2 separate regions of the Mus musculus genome follow, and region 1 is linked to region 2. The links are chromatin contacts, called in public HiChIP or PLAC-seq maps. All regions are on one chromosome and are shown on one strand. Each heading gives the region's core, a stretch centred on a gene start, on an enhancer-like site or on the middle of the called end of the contact. The rest is flanking DNA. Distances are from core to core; before and after follow the strand shown. Region 1 holds the start of Zfp345 (zinc finger protein 345). Region 2 holds the start of 3300002I08Rik (RIKEN cDNA 3300002I08 gene).

Region 1 (6,764 bases), core at 3,429-5,928, 120 kb before region 2:
AGAGGTGACACCCCAAATCACTCACGAGAAACGGTCTTGCTGCAAACTGCAAGAGGACTTTTATTCAAGAGTGCTCTTGGGACACCCAGGGGTAGAGGACCAAGGCGCCCCGAGTAGCTGGGTAAGGGGGTATTTAAAGGAAGAAACCACAACTCAAGGAGGTGGGAGGGTGTAGTTGGAAAATACCAAAAATACAAGTTGAGAGTCACAAGGAAGTGGAAAGTCAAGACAGTTTTCTAGGAGCCTCTAACAATAGCACCTTTGCATAGCAGGTTCTAGCAATGGTCAGGGTGGGTCAGGGTGACTTTCTTTGAAAGAACACTCCTTGAACCCAGGAAGCGGGTGGGTGGAGGAATGTCGCTATCTGTTTTATGATTAGCATACCTTGGAGCATTGAGTCACAAAGGTCACATTCTCAAGCCTGGGCCTAAAGGCCTAGAATTTTGTTTTTACGTTATACTTTTTCACCCGGAGAACCCATTGACTAAATGAGTTGGCTTGGTCAATATGTGTGTGTGTGTTTATTTTTGTATGTTGTATATGATTATGAATTAATTTTAATATAAATATGAAAAGTGAGTTAATCTTGTGTTAGTTTTTCTTTACCTTGTGTTAGTCCCCAATACCTGCACAGGGAAATCAAGATTTATTTAAAACTGCAACTCAATAGCTGATCAATTAAGTGATCTATCCTTACCTTATATGCTAATCTGACTACCTCCATGCTACTTGCATATTATTATTATTATTTTTATTTTTTTGGTTTTTCAAGACAGGGTTTCTCTGTCTAGCCCTGGCTATCCTGGAACTCACTCTGTAGACCAGGCTGGCCTATAATTCAGAAATCCGCCTGCCTCTGCCTCCCGAGTGCTGGGATTAAAGGCTAAAGGCATGCGCCACCATACCCTGTGCATATTATTATTGATCTGGCTCTTCAGACCCCCTTTCATGGCTCAAATTTCTCTGTCCTCCTAGGACATCTCCTCTCCTTCTCTCCTCCCTCTGCAACTGGATGTCCCACTCTACTTTGATTCTTCTCAGCTATTGGATGACCAGCACTTACTGACAAGGCAGAGAGAGTTGGGCGTGGTGGTGCACGCCTTTAATCTCAGCACTTGGGAGGCAGAGGCAGGCGGATTTCTGAGTTCGAGGCCAGCATGGTCTACAGAGTGAGTTCCAGGACAGCCAGGGCTACACAGAGAAACCCTGTCTCGAAAAACCAAAAAAAAAAAAAAAAAAAAAAAAAAAAAGACAAGACAGAGAATAAAGGGAAAGAACTGTTTACAAAAACTTGAAACCAGATTCTTGGTAGAAGCATTACAATGTCTCCTCTGGATTGACAAAAGATGGGGGAAGAGAAATCAACATTTGAATAACTGTAATGTAAACTTTGTACAGTATAGAAAGTTTTGTGCCTTTATATGTCTGTTTCTCTGTCTGTCTCTATGTGTGTGTGTGTATGTATATCTACCTCTATAGTAAAAGGTAAGTGACATCTGCCTCAACAGATGGATATATATACATATATATATATATGTGTATATATATATATATATATATATATATATATATATGTATATATATATATATATATTTTTATATGCCACACCACCTCCAATAGGATCTGTGTGGCAAGTTCCACAGACTGAGGCAATTGACCTCAAAAGGCAGAGGCCTCCTGGAACTGGTTGTAAAACTCTTCAATGGAGAAAAAATATTGAGCTGTAGTTCTCATGGCAATCTATCTGTTTTGTTTTCTCTTATTCCTTTTCTTATTTATATGTTCCTGGTAGCCTAGGCCAAGATCTTAAGGGAGAATAATGAGTAAGAAAGCATCCCTAGAAATGGGGTCTCTAACATGACCTTATCCCCAAGAAAACCAACACTTTAATTTTGAAATCATTTACAAAACTATTAAGATAGATAAAAACTTTCCCAACAATAAAATTTCATATGGCTACACGTGTGTCATTGGAGGTGGGTTTTACTATATGGTAAAGAAAGCCTTAATTAGAAGGAATTTAAATAGTTTAAATTTATGCGTTGAAGATTTATAAAAAATCAGGCATTAGATGTTAAATAATAATTGACCATGGGGCTGGAGAATTAGCTCAGTGCTTAAAAGTATTGACCATAAAGATTTATTAACCTGCTCTTGGAAATATGCTACTAGCCTTGAATGACTGCCCCACTGAATACATCCTTTTAGAATTGTTATATTTTTATGATTTATATTAATATTCATTTTACCTGTTCTGTTTGTGACTCACTGAATACATAGTTTCAGAGTTGTAATGCTTGGATGATTATTGTGCTTTACTGTGCCAAATGATTTTTTGTTGGTATTTTTTATTTTTTCTCGAGAGAGGGTTTCTCTGTATAGCTAGCCCTGGCTATCCTGGAACTCTGTAGATCAGGCTGGCCTCAAACTCAGAAATCCACCTGCCTCTGCCTCCCAAGTGCTGGGATTAAAGGTGTGCGCCACCACGCCCGGGTTTGTTGGTATTTGTGATTGTTTCACTATTTACAGTTTCTAAAAGATGTAATGTTTGTTTGTTTGTTTGCTTTTTAATGTATAAAATTCCCTGCTTGGCAGCTGCAAGATACACTCAGATCCAAACTGCCTCCGTGTTTCTGTTTGTCACCGCCAAATGCTTACCCACCTAACTACAAGGACCCTCATTCCACGGATGCAATATCCGACTGGGGTGGTCCATGGTGGACACACACACACACACACACACACACGCACACACACACACAGAGAGAGAGACAGAGACAGACAGACACACAGACAGACACACAGAGGAGAGAGAGAGAGAGATTCTCAACAGATACACTGATATATATACTGAGAAGTATCCTTGAGGTTTTCTGAATTTGTTTGCTTTGTCCTATGTATATGTGAAAATTGTGGCATTGATACATTTATTTGTTACATCACAGATCATGATTAACAGGTAGCTGGCCCCTGAGCAATCTACTTTTACTGTGTCATTTACTTGATTTTCAGCCAAGACCTTGTACAAGATGAATACCCCACAAGCATTTCTGTCCATCATTTTTATAATTTACATATAATTCTGCATGACTTTGAGCTAAGAATGCCATTCAATATCTCTGCTTTTACCTTGAGACCAAGTTCATAAGAGGATTTAACTTAGCAAGTTTAGGATTAGGCAAACCCTTATGTGAATGTATCCAGATTCTGTAAGTAAAATCACAATGCTTCCTTGGTTGAAGAAAATCATTGCTTTGGAAATGGCTCCCATGCTCTCCTTACCTTCCACAGGAAAAAAGCTTTCTCAGCTGTTCTTCCTTAGGCTTTTTGCAAGATATTCTTGGTAGTCAAACTGACCACATTTGGGATTAACTAAAACCCAAAGAGTTGGGTACTATGGGATGTTTTCCTAAATTATATTTTTAGACTTGGGAACAATTATTCTTAATCTGGGTCTTTTGATGTAATAAGATCCACCTTTAATCAAGGCCACAGCTTGTGATGGTAGCCTACATATATATATAAAGGAGACTGAAGATGGTAGATCTTTCTTAGTCTGCTTGCTAGGAATTTTTCTGGCATCAGAACCTATCTCTTTGAAATTCAGGTATATACTGAAGACCAGCGGAGACATCTAGTCACTATTGGATTCTTCAACTGTCCATAGTAGTTAGCCATTGTTGGACTAGTGGAACATAATGAATCATTCTAATAAATCCATTTTCTACATAATAGAAAGTTTCGTTCTATCAGTTCTGTTCATCTGAAAATCCTTCACTAACAGAGCCGCGGGTTTGTTGTTGTTGTTTTGTTTGCTTTACAGACCCATTGAGGAAGATGTATGTGCTGGTTTACAAGAGGGCTCCACAGTGTTTGTCATGTGTTTCCTGCTTTGCTCTGAGAGTTGTCTCATTACCATCAGGTGAAATATATGTGCAGGTTGCCTGAATTCAGCCTGAAACCACAAAACAAAATTTTCTTTCCAAAAATCTTCTTTAGTTGTTAATATTCTGGATACCCATCCACTTGAGGGACAGATTGATAACTCCACTGTTGGTTGATTTTTTAAATTTCTTTAAAAAAAATGATTTATTTATTTTATGTATATGAGTATACCATTGCTCTCTTCAGACTCACCAGAAGAGGGCATCAGACACCACTGCAGATGGCTGTGAGCCACCATATCCTTGCTGGGAATTGGACTCAGCACCACTGGAAGGGATAAATCGGCTATGCAAGCTATCCAGCTTGATTGCAGGAGAAAGAAGGGGAAGTGATTACTGAGTACTGGGAGCTCAGAAAAAGTCCAATTTTGCAAAGTTGTGAACACAGGGTTGCTGCCCATAGTGGGGAGAAATGGGCAGTTGAGCAGCAGGTATCTGGAGTTGTAGATCCTCTGAGGTGCACTGTGGGAGGAGAGACCCGCAGGCTATTGGAGGACAGGCACTGTGCTACTGAAATGCAAATCAGCTGATCTGGAAAAGGACTGCTCCCAAGATGGAACCACTAGGTACACTAGGTAGTTTCTCTTCAGTACACTAGACCCCTAAGGGTGGTGCTCATGTCACTCAAGACGCACTAGCCAATCAGAACCTCCAGCCGGGCCTGCCACTCAGGAGAAGAGGACGCTCTTCCTGTTACCAAGCCTGTAAGTTCCTGTCTGAATCTGAGCCTGAAAGAAGGTTTCTCTGCGGTGTGTCCTGAGTGCCTCTGCTGGGTGCTGTGAGGGAGCTCTGAAAAGCTTAAAATTTCCGGACATGGTAAGTGCAGGATCATCTCCCACAAAGGGAGGAGCAAGCGGTTTAGTAAAGGGTGCACATGTGGTGGGTTTTCCCAGCAGCTGGACTGTAAGCAGCAGCCAGACAGATATGGCCATGTGTGAGGTCCTTTGTGGTTCTAGTCTCTCCTTGTACCTGGCGGTGGCCTCTGAAGAAGCTTATTATGGGAGCTGTATTTTTACAAAGCATTTGGGGCAGGGGCTTGTGTGCCCAAAAAATACTTAGCAGGATGCCAACCCTGAGAACCGCAGTTTCTCTATTTTCTCTAAGTTCTGCCTGTAGCATTTAATATGGAGGTGTAAGATCCATTTGGAGTTAATATTGTGGAGGCTGTAAAAGCCCTATCATATGTTGAGTAGCACTTCAATATTAAGCTGTGATGTAGAAGAGTAGAATTGATGATGCTAAAGACTTAATTGGGAAGTAGGAAGTGGCACCAAGTAGAAAGTAGCAGAGAGAGGACTGCCTGTAAAACACCCCCCCCCCCCAGGTACATAGCATGCTAACCCGGCCTGCTAGAGAACAGTATGGGTGTGTTTGTTTACCAGGATTGTCCAGACATTTGTCTCCAAACTATAAAAATAGAGACAGCTTTCCTTTACAATCAACAACAAGGCCCATCTTGATAGCAAAGAACAGGCACCTAACAAGGTGCTCAAGATGGCATTATAGGGTCACAACCAATACTCAGGCATGGTGTTGACTGGACTCAGGTCAATGAGAAGAGATATAGACCAGTGAATTGGTGTCCTCCAACATCGCTGGATTGGGGTGAGGGGATTACAAAAAGAGAGGGGCCTGTGTAAGCATTGAGTTCTCTGATCAATTTTGAAGCTGGTGTAATCACAGCAGAGAAAAGGAGGGGGAAGAAGGAAGGTGAGGGCCTTTCTACTTTGACAGTAGTTGACAATAGCAATGAGTAGTCAGGTAATCAATTTTAGACAATCAGTAAAAGTACAAACCGGTGATCTTGGTGGGTTCCTAGAGCAGGGCACTCAGAAAAGTGGGCGAGGAACTGAACTTATTTCTAGAAACCAAATTTCCATATTTACACTAGTTCAAAGAACACAAGATCTAGACAATCTGATGTGGTGTGCCTAACGGGAATGTTAATTTTCCTGTCTGAAAATAGAGCATGTGAGAGAAAAGACTTGGAGTGCTCTAGTACTTATGCTTAGTCCCTGAAGAATATTGGACCGTAAAGTGTGTTTCAACTTGTAAAAATAATCTTTGCAAGTATAATTCAATCATATCATTCTTCTTTCTCCCTGCAAATAAGTCTGAAACCCTTGGACAATTGGTTGAGGAGCTTATTTAACAAGTCACAGCAGAACAGGCTGTCAGCAGACCTCAGTCCCTACCTATTATGTCATATGGCTGGCATACCTCACCCTCTAGCCCAGCGGTAGGGCTGCCCTTCACCCAGCTGCCATTCCTTATGCAATCCAACCTTTTTGATTACCTGTTTGTTTTATTATTAAACTGTCATTATTATTAATCTGTCATCTTGATCTCTTTGTCTGGATCTTGCTTCTCTCCTTCTCCACATGGTTTAGAGTCATGTTCACTTTGTACTCTGTTCTCCTAGATATTCCTGGCTTTGATTATGTTCTCTCTTTTATGTATAATAAACTTTCTATTCTACCATACATACCAGCGGTTGTATCCTTTAATCTTTCTTTTTTTTTTTTTCATTCACCTCCCATTAAGCACTCCTTGTTAAGAAATTCATAGGCACTTTTTCTTTTAACTATTGCTACTGTTCTAATGTGACTGCAGTTTGGCTGCAGGACTTCCCAACTATGAAGCAGACATGGCTCTACTGAACATGGCATGTGTAAAGGAATATGCAAACAAAGGACCCTGTGCCTGGAAAAAGGAAAACAAGTGCTCTGGGAGACTGGAACATTCTGTTAAATACAATTTCTCCAGACCAGGGCTTTGTGTGCACATAGAGTGGAAAGGCAGATCTGGAAAGGTTTCAG
Region 2 (7,235 bases), core at 2,202-4,701:
GAAGATCCCTAGAGAGCGAACACAGCTCTTCAAGAATTTTTTCTAAAGGGATTTCTGAGGTCAGGAGCCCAAAGAATTACTTAAACAGATGACACAGCTCTTTTAAAATGGTTTCTAGTAGCTATCCAAATAAGGGTGTCTGAAGAACAAAAACAGCTCTTTTAGAATTATTACTACTACTACTACTGTTGTTGTTGTTGTTGTTTATTTGCTTTCTGATTTTGATAACCCAAGAATTACTTTTAAAAGTTTTCTTTTTTTACTTGGCCAGTAGATGCAAGAATTCTTATAAAAAATACAGAGAGAGACCTGTTGTGAGCAGAAAGATTGCTGTTTCAACCAGAGCGTTTTTAGAATATCAAGAAAGGGCTAAAGCAGAGTAGAACACCCCTCCAAACACAAGCTGCCATCTTGGACCCATGATTGGATTTCAAGTTGCTTGTTTTCCTGCTGCTCTCAAATACCATACTCTTAGGAACCCGTACCTAGACAAGTTCGGTCCTTGGTATTTGTGATCTTTTTACTTTCTATATGTGAGACTTGTGGTATTTTTACCTTTGTTTCTTAGACTACAAGTAATGATATTACCATGTAGCATTGGCTCCTGAGCAAACTACTTTCACAGTGTCATTTACTTGCTTTTCAGTTAAGACCTTGTAGTACAAGAAGGACATCTCACAGACATTTCTGTCCATCATTTTTATAATTTACATATGTTTTCTGCATGACTTTGTGCTAAGGATCCTTTTAAAAATCTCTGCTATTACCTTGTGACCAAGTTCATGAGAAGAACTTAGCATGTTTAGGAGTAGGCAAATCTCTATGTGAACGTATCCACATTCCCTAAGTAAAGACTCAATGCTTTCTTTTTTAGAAGAAAATCGTTGCTTTGGAAATGGCTCTCATGCTCTCAGTGCATGCCACAAGAAAAAAAAATCTTATCTGTCTTTGTCTAGATAGTTGCACTGGCTATTCTTGGTAGTCAAGTTAAATATATCTGGAATTAGCCAAAATCCAAATAGTTGGCTATTGTGGGTAATTTTCTTAATTGTACCTTTTGAAATGGGAGTGCCCTTATATAATATGGATCTTTGAGTTGATAAAATCCACCTTTTATCTAGATCACAGCTTGTTATGGCAGCCTACATATACAAAGGAGATTGAAGACTGAAGATCTTTCTCTTTGTCTGCCTGCCCTACCTCTGGCTAGCAAGTTAATTTTTTAAAAACTGGCATTAGGGCTTAATTTTTTTGCAATTCTGATATAAACTAAAGACCAGCTGAGGCATGCAGCCACATGGACTAAACAATGAGTAGATTCTTAAATTTTCATTGGTAGAAAGGCACTGTTGGGATAGTAGAATGACACAGCTCTTGAGCCATTCAAATAAATTCATTTCCAACATGATAGAGAGATTGAGACTATCAATTATTTTTAAAAATAAAACACTTAATTTTAATTATAATATAGTAACTATGATGATGATAATCTAGTTCATTTTAATGGATATTTTCTTTATTTACATTTCAAATGTTATCCCCTTTCCTGGTTTTCCCTTTGAAAAAAACACCCTCCCCATATACCCTCCCCTCTCCCCCTGCTCACCAACCCACCCACTCCCGCTTCCTGGCCCTGGCATCCCCCTACACTGGGGCATAGAACCATCACAGGACCAAGGGCCTCTCCTCCCATTGATGACCGACTAGACCATCCTCTGCTACATATGCAGCTAAACCCACCAGTCCCTCCATATGTTTTCTTTGGTTGGTGGTTTAATCCCTGGGAACTCTGGGGGTACTAGTCAGTTCATATTGTTGTTCCTCTTTTGGGGCTGCAAACCCCTTCTGCTCCTTAGGTCCTTTCTCTAGCTCCTTCATTGGGGACCCTATGCTCAGTCTAATGGATGGATGTGAGCATCCACTGCTGTATTTGTGAGGCACTGGCAGAGCCTCTGAGGAGAGAGCTATATCAGGCTCCTGTTAGCAAGCACTTGTTGGCATCCACAACAGTGTCTGGGTTTGGTGATTGTATATAGGATGGATCCCCAGGTGGGTCAGTCCCTGGATGGTCATTTCTTCAGTCTGTACTCCACACTTTGAATCTGTAACTCCTTCCATGGGTGTTTTGTTCACCCTTCTAAGAAGGATCAAAGTCTCCACATTTTGGTCTTCCTTCTTCTTGAGTTTCATGTGGTTTGTGAATTGTATTTTGGGCATTCCAAGTTTCTGGGCCAATATCCACTTATCATTGAGTACATATCATGTGTGTTCTTTTGTGATTGGCTTATCTCACTCATGATGATATCTTCTAGATCCATCTCTTTGCCTAAGAATTTCATAAATTAATTGTTTTAATAACTGAGTAGTACTCCATTGTGTAAATGTACCCCATTTTCTGTATCCATTCCTCTCGAGGAATATCTGGATTCCTTCCAGCTTCTGGCTATTATAAATAAGGCTGATATGAACATAGTGGAGCATGTGTCTTTGTTATATGGTGGAGAATCTTGTTGGGTCCTCAGGTAGTACTATGTCCAATTTTCTGAGGAATGACCTAACTGATTTCCAGAGTGGCTGTACCAGCTTGCAATCCCACCAGCAATGGAGGAGTGTTCCTCTTTCTCCACATCCTAGCCAGCATCTGCTGTCACCTGACTTTTTGATCTTAGCCATTCTGACTGGTGTGAGGTAGAATCACAGGGTTGTTTTGATTTGCATTTCCCTGATGACTAAGAATGTTCAACATTTCCTTAGGCGCTTCTTGACCATTCGAGTTCTCTTTATCTAGAGAAATTTTACTAAAATAGATGTCGGTTTTGTTGTTTGTTTATTTTATTTTACCAGACACTGAGGAAGATTTATTGGTTAATTAGAGTGCTTCACAGTGTTTGTCATATGGTTCCTGCTTGGTTCTGATGGTTGACTCATAAGTATTAGGTGTAAAAAGTACTTGTAGTTTTCCTGAACCCTGAAGAAGACACAAAACAAAAACTCTTGTCTCTTAATATACTTCTGTAATTGTTAATACTCTGGGCACCCTTCCACTTGTGGGACAGGTTGATAACTCCACGGTAAGTTGAGAAATGGGCTACACAGTTTATGGACCTAGATTACAGGAGGAAGAAGGGGAAGTGCCTACTTAGTGCTGTGATTGGAGCTCAGGACAGCTTCAAAGTTGCAACAAAGTAGCACAGGGTCACTGCCCACAAAGGGGAAAGCAGGTAGCCGACCGGAAGCTGGAGTTGTGGATCCTCCCCGGACCTAGGTGGGAAAACAGACACAAGATGTACTGAAATGAAAAGCTCTGCAGATCTGCAAAAGGACTGGCTTCTGACTGTGCCCAGGACTAATCCACTGTGTCCCTTCAGTGCACTCTAACCCTAATTGTGGTGCTTATGTTACTCAAGACTCACTAGCCAATCAGCACATGGAGGCGGTCCTGCCAATCAGAGAAGAAGGCGGGCTTTACCGGAAGCTTTCCTGCTAGTTCCTTTATGAAGCAGATAAATCCCGAGGGTTTCTGTATGGCCCTTTCTGTGAAGCAGGGCAATCCTGAGTATTTCTGCTTGGCATGTTCCGTGTGCCGCCGCGGAGTCCCGTGAGGAGAGCTCAGGCAAGTCCCGACATGGTAAGTGCAGGGCCATGTCCAACAAAAGGAAAGAGCAGGGGGCTGAGCAGAGGGAGCTGCTGTCATGGGTCTTCCCCGGGGCTCCGTGATAAACAGCAGCCTGACAAAAGCAGAGGCCTGTGAGGTTCCCTGTGGTCCTGTTCTCTCCCTGGAGCCGGAGGTGGCCTCTGAATAACCTCACTAGGGTGGCTGCATCTGCACAAAGCATTTGGGGAAAGGGCTTCTGTGTAGAAACATCCTTGGCAAGAAGCCAGACGCGGAGAGCTTTAGTTTCTCTGTATCTTCAGGAAGTTCTGGCCTTAGCATTTAGCCCTTTAATATGTAGGTTTGCAAGTGTAAGATCCCTTTGGCTTTGATTTTGTGGAAGCTGTAAAAGGCACCTCGTGTGTTGGGTAGCACTCCAATGTTGAGCTGTGATTTAGAAGCGTAAAATTGATGATGTAAAGGATTTACCAAAACTTATAGTGACACCAAGTAGAATGTAGCTGAGGGAGGACTGCCTCTAAAACACCCCACGGATAATAGGATGCTAGTATATGTGTTTGATTACCAAGATTGTCCAGACATTTGTCTATAAACCATAACAAAGGAGACAAATCTGGTTTACAATCATGAACTAGGGCCATCCTGATATCAAAGAACAGGCCTCTAGCAAGTGGCTCTAAGGGGCAAAATAGGGTCACGACCAACATTAAGGCCTGGTGTGCCATAAAGATCCGGTTTTCTTCTTTCTTTCTTTCTTTCTTTCTTTCTTTCTTTCTTTCTTTCTTTCTTTCTTTCTTTCTTTTATATAAGTACACTGTAGCTGTCCTCAGACACTCCAGAAGAGGGCATCAGATTTCGTTTAGGATGGTTGTGAGCCACCATGTGGTTACTGGGATTTGAACTCGGGACCTTCGGAAGAGCAGTCGGTGCTCTTAACCACTGAGCCATCTAGCCAGCCCCCTGGTTTTCTTCTTAAGCAAAGCATAGTTTTGCCATGTGGACAAGACCACACTTGGTGATAACTGAAAAGGAAAACCACTGCTGTGCTGAGGACTGGCCTGGTCCAGGGAGGCTTTCTATGAGGCCTTCATGAATGGAGAATGGCCCAGCCCCTTCTCAGTCTCCAGAGCCAATGACAGCCTGGGGCTTAGGCTTAGGGGCTTCCCCTAAGGCCCTGAAGTGCTGAGAATAAAATAGAGCTCCTTCTCTAAAGCAAGGATGGTGCTTGGGAGAGCGGGTGGTGGTCTGGGGCCAGGGCCTTCGGGGCCTCCAGGGCCTTCGGGGATGGCTTGCTTCAGACCCTGAGATCCCACCACATGCGGCTATGGTTATCAGTCCCGAGTCCAGTGTGGGCTTGGTCAGGAATGTTTTTGAGAGGTTCAGTGTTCCTTTTGTACAACGTTCTTCTATTAGATCCTTCCTGTGTTTTTCCCATTCATGGTAGTTTGTGCTGACTTGACACAAGTCTCCTATTTTGTTCCATTTTGTCCCTGTAAGAAGTATACAGGATGATATTCTCCAGAAGCCTGTGTGGCATAAGACAGAGCCCGTCCAAGACATCCCCATCCCAGCTTTGATACTTTCTTCCTTCAACTTTTCCAACCTTCGCATCTTCTGGCTCCTCTATCTCAGAACCCTGTCACTGATGAATGATCTGCTGTTTCAGGGCACTGATTTATCTAAGAAATAATTCAGATTATATCTATTCTGTGTAAGTCTCCCATCTGTGGGACTTGCAGTCTCTAGTCCATATTTAAATTGTTTAAAACATTGCCCAGGGCTGGAACCTAAGACACACTTACATGAGACAGCATATGTGGAATGTAAAATCTGTTCTGGGCTGTCTCTTCTCTAAGCATTAGCCAGAGCTGAATATATGCTGCAATTAAAGAGATTTTTCTTAATTAATCTTGTAATTGTTTGTGGAGTGATTGCTCCTGGGGAAGGTATCTTATTCTAGGAGAGCTGCATCTTCTTCCCTGTACTAGAAGTGTTTCTATGACAAGCTATGTTGACTCAGGCACCATTGATCCCAGTCTCATGCTCCCCAGGCAGTGACCTTGCTTTCCTATTGATGAAGAAACTTTCTAAATTTTTGAGATGAAGAATTTTACCACAACAGTGTTTTAAAATTGGTGGTGTACAATTTAACCTGAGATAAGTGAATACTGAATTTCCATTTAAGGGATGTATATAGATATTTCCAGTCCTTGTTGACACAGTTAAGTCAGCTCAGAAATTTGAAACACATGTTATTGGCTGTGTGTCAGGTTAGAGATCTCAGCAGCTAACTTTGCACATAGGGACAAGGTCAAACACTATCATATTAATGCCATTCCTTCTAACAGGGAAGGGCCAGCTCTTTTCAAAATCATTATCCCTATGTGTTCTTTCAATTATATTTTGTCAGGAGCCGTAATGGGACAAGCTAATAACTAGCAGGTGATCATCCTGAAGTGGCCTGCCTCGGATTATTATATAATCTGCGACAGGTGAGCCCTCATTAAGCTAGGCTGTGAGGGACTAATTTTGGGAAAGGTTTCTGCTATTAATATGCTTTTCCTGTTATTATTAAACATATATAACAATCACTAAGTAGGAACACACCCCTCTGCAGATCCACAAAGATGTACTGTCTGGTAGTGATGCTATGTAGACTAATAAATGACTTAAGTCTTTATGATGATCCTATAAGAATTCCTAAAATTATATCTGTGATTATTAAGCTCTTTTATAATGGGACTTCTATTAGGTCCCTTTCTGATAGTCAAAGCTGCAATGAGAACTCTGCCAGTCTCTCAGGTGTCACCAGTTAATTTCTGTTAGATGGTAACCAGACTTTCTCCTACTCAGAGCACATTCCAAGAGGTTGTAAAACAATTAACCAAAGGTCATTAAAAAGCAACTAATGATTTATTATAGGTACTAGGACAGAAGATAAAATTTCAACTGGCTTTATCTATACAAAACTTCACTAATACATTAGTTATGGTTTTAAACCTTCAGTGAACCTGTGGAGCTCAGACAGGTGATGGATGTTTAGCCATATAATTACTCCTAATGGATATGCATGTAAACATTCGCTGTTGTAAACTTCTATTTCAATTTACAATTTGATTTTTTTGTGTGAACTTGTGATGAACTTTGTAACATGTGATCTTGTATTCTGGAAGATGTATAAGTACTGAGGACAAAGAGATCAATAGAGGAGACTTTGCCTTTCCCCAGTTATACTAACCTTAGAGGATTTTTTTTTTTTTTTTTGTTTCCCGACTAAGGAACCTTTCCCCCTTAATTAGTTTTTATAAGAAACTTTTTACAACTAGTAATAAATTCTATAATCACTTCTCTAATGTCTTCTCTTCCTGAGACTTCCAAGGAGGAGGCTGAAAGTTAGATCCCAGCAATCCCTGCTGAGATAGAACAAAGGCTATTTACTGAATCCTTTGTGGCTTGAGGAAGAGGTGCTAAGTGCCAGAAACTGCAGTTTCTGGCTTCAGGATCACAGAAGGCAGGTCAGCTACAATGGCATAGTTACTTAAACTTAGATAAGTAAACTTTTTATTATACAGCAACCCTAAATTTCTCATAAGACAAAGTCTTACTTCAGAAACTCATAAGA

Evidence for each region. HiChIP or PLAC-seq counts read pairs in DNA pulled down with a chosen protein or histone mark.
Region 1: a contact with region 2 is called in an H3K4me3 HiChIP or PLAC-seq map of embryonic stem cells, with 12 read pairs. The contact joins the promoter of Zfp345 here to the promoter of 3300002I08Rik in region 2. A contact is called at or near these places in 2 of 115 datasets of contacts at active chromatin or transcription factors (the 230-238 cell line and embryonic stem cells).

The regions. Positions count from the first base shown.
Region 1 is chr2:150,482,977-150,489,740 of GRCm38.p6, reverse strand. Zfp345 (zinc finger protein 345) reads left to right here and starts at 4,678. Exons shown (of 4, transcript NM_001034900.3): 1 at 4,678-4,761. The coding sequence starts at 4,759.
Region 2 is chr2:150,358,981-150,366,215 of GRCm38.p6, reverse strand. It overlaps 3300002I08Rik (RIKEN cDNA 3300002I08 gene), which reads left to right and starts at 3,451. Exons shown (of 4, transcript NM_027017.1): 1 at 3,451-3,628. The coding sequence starts at 3,572.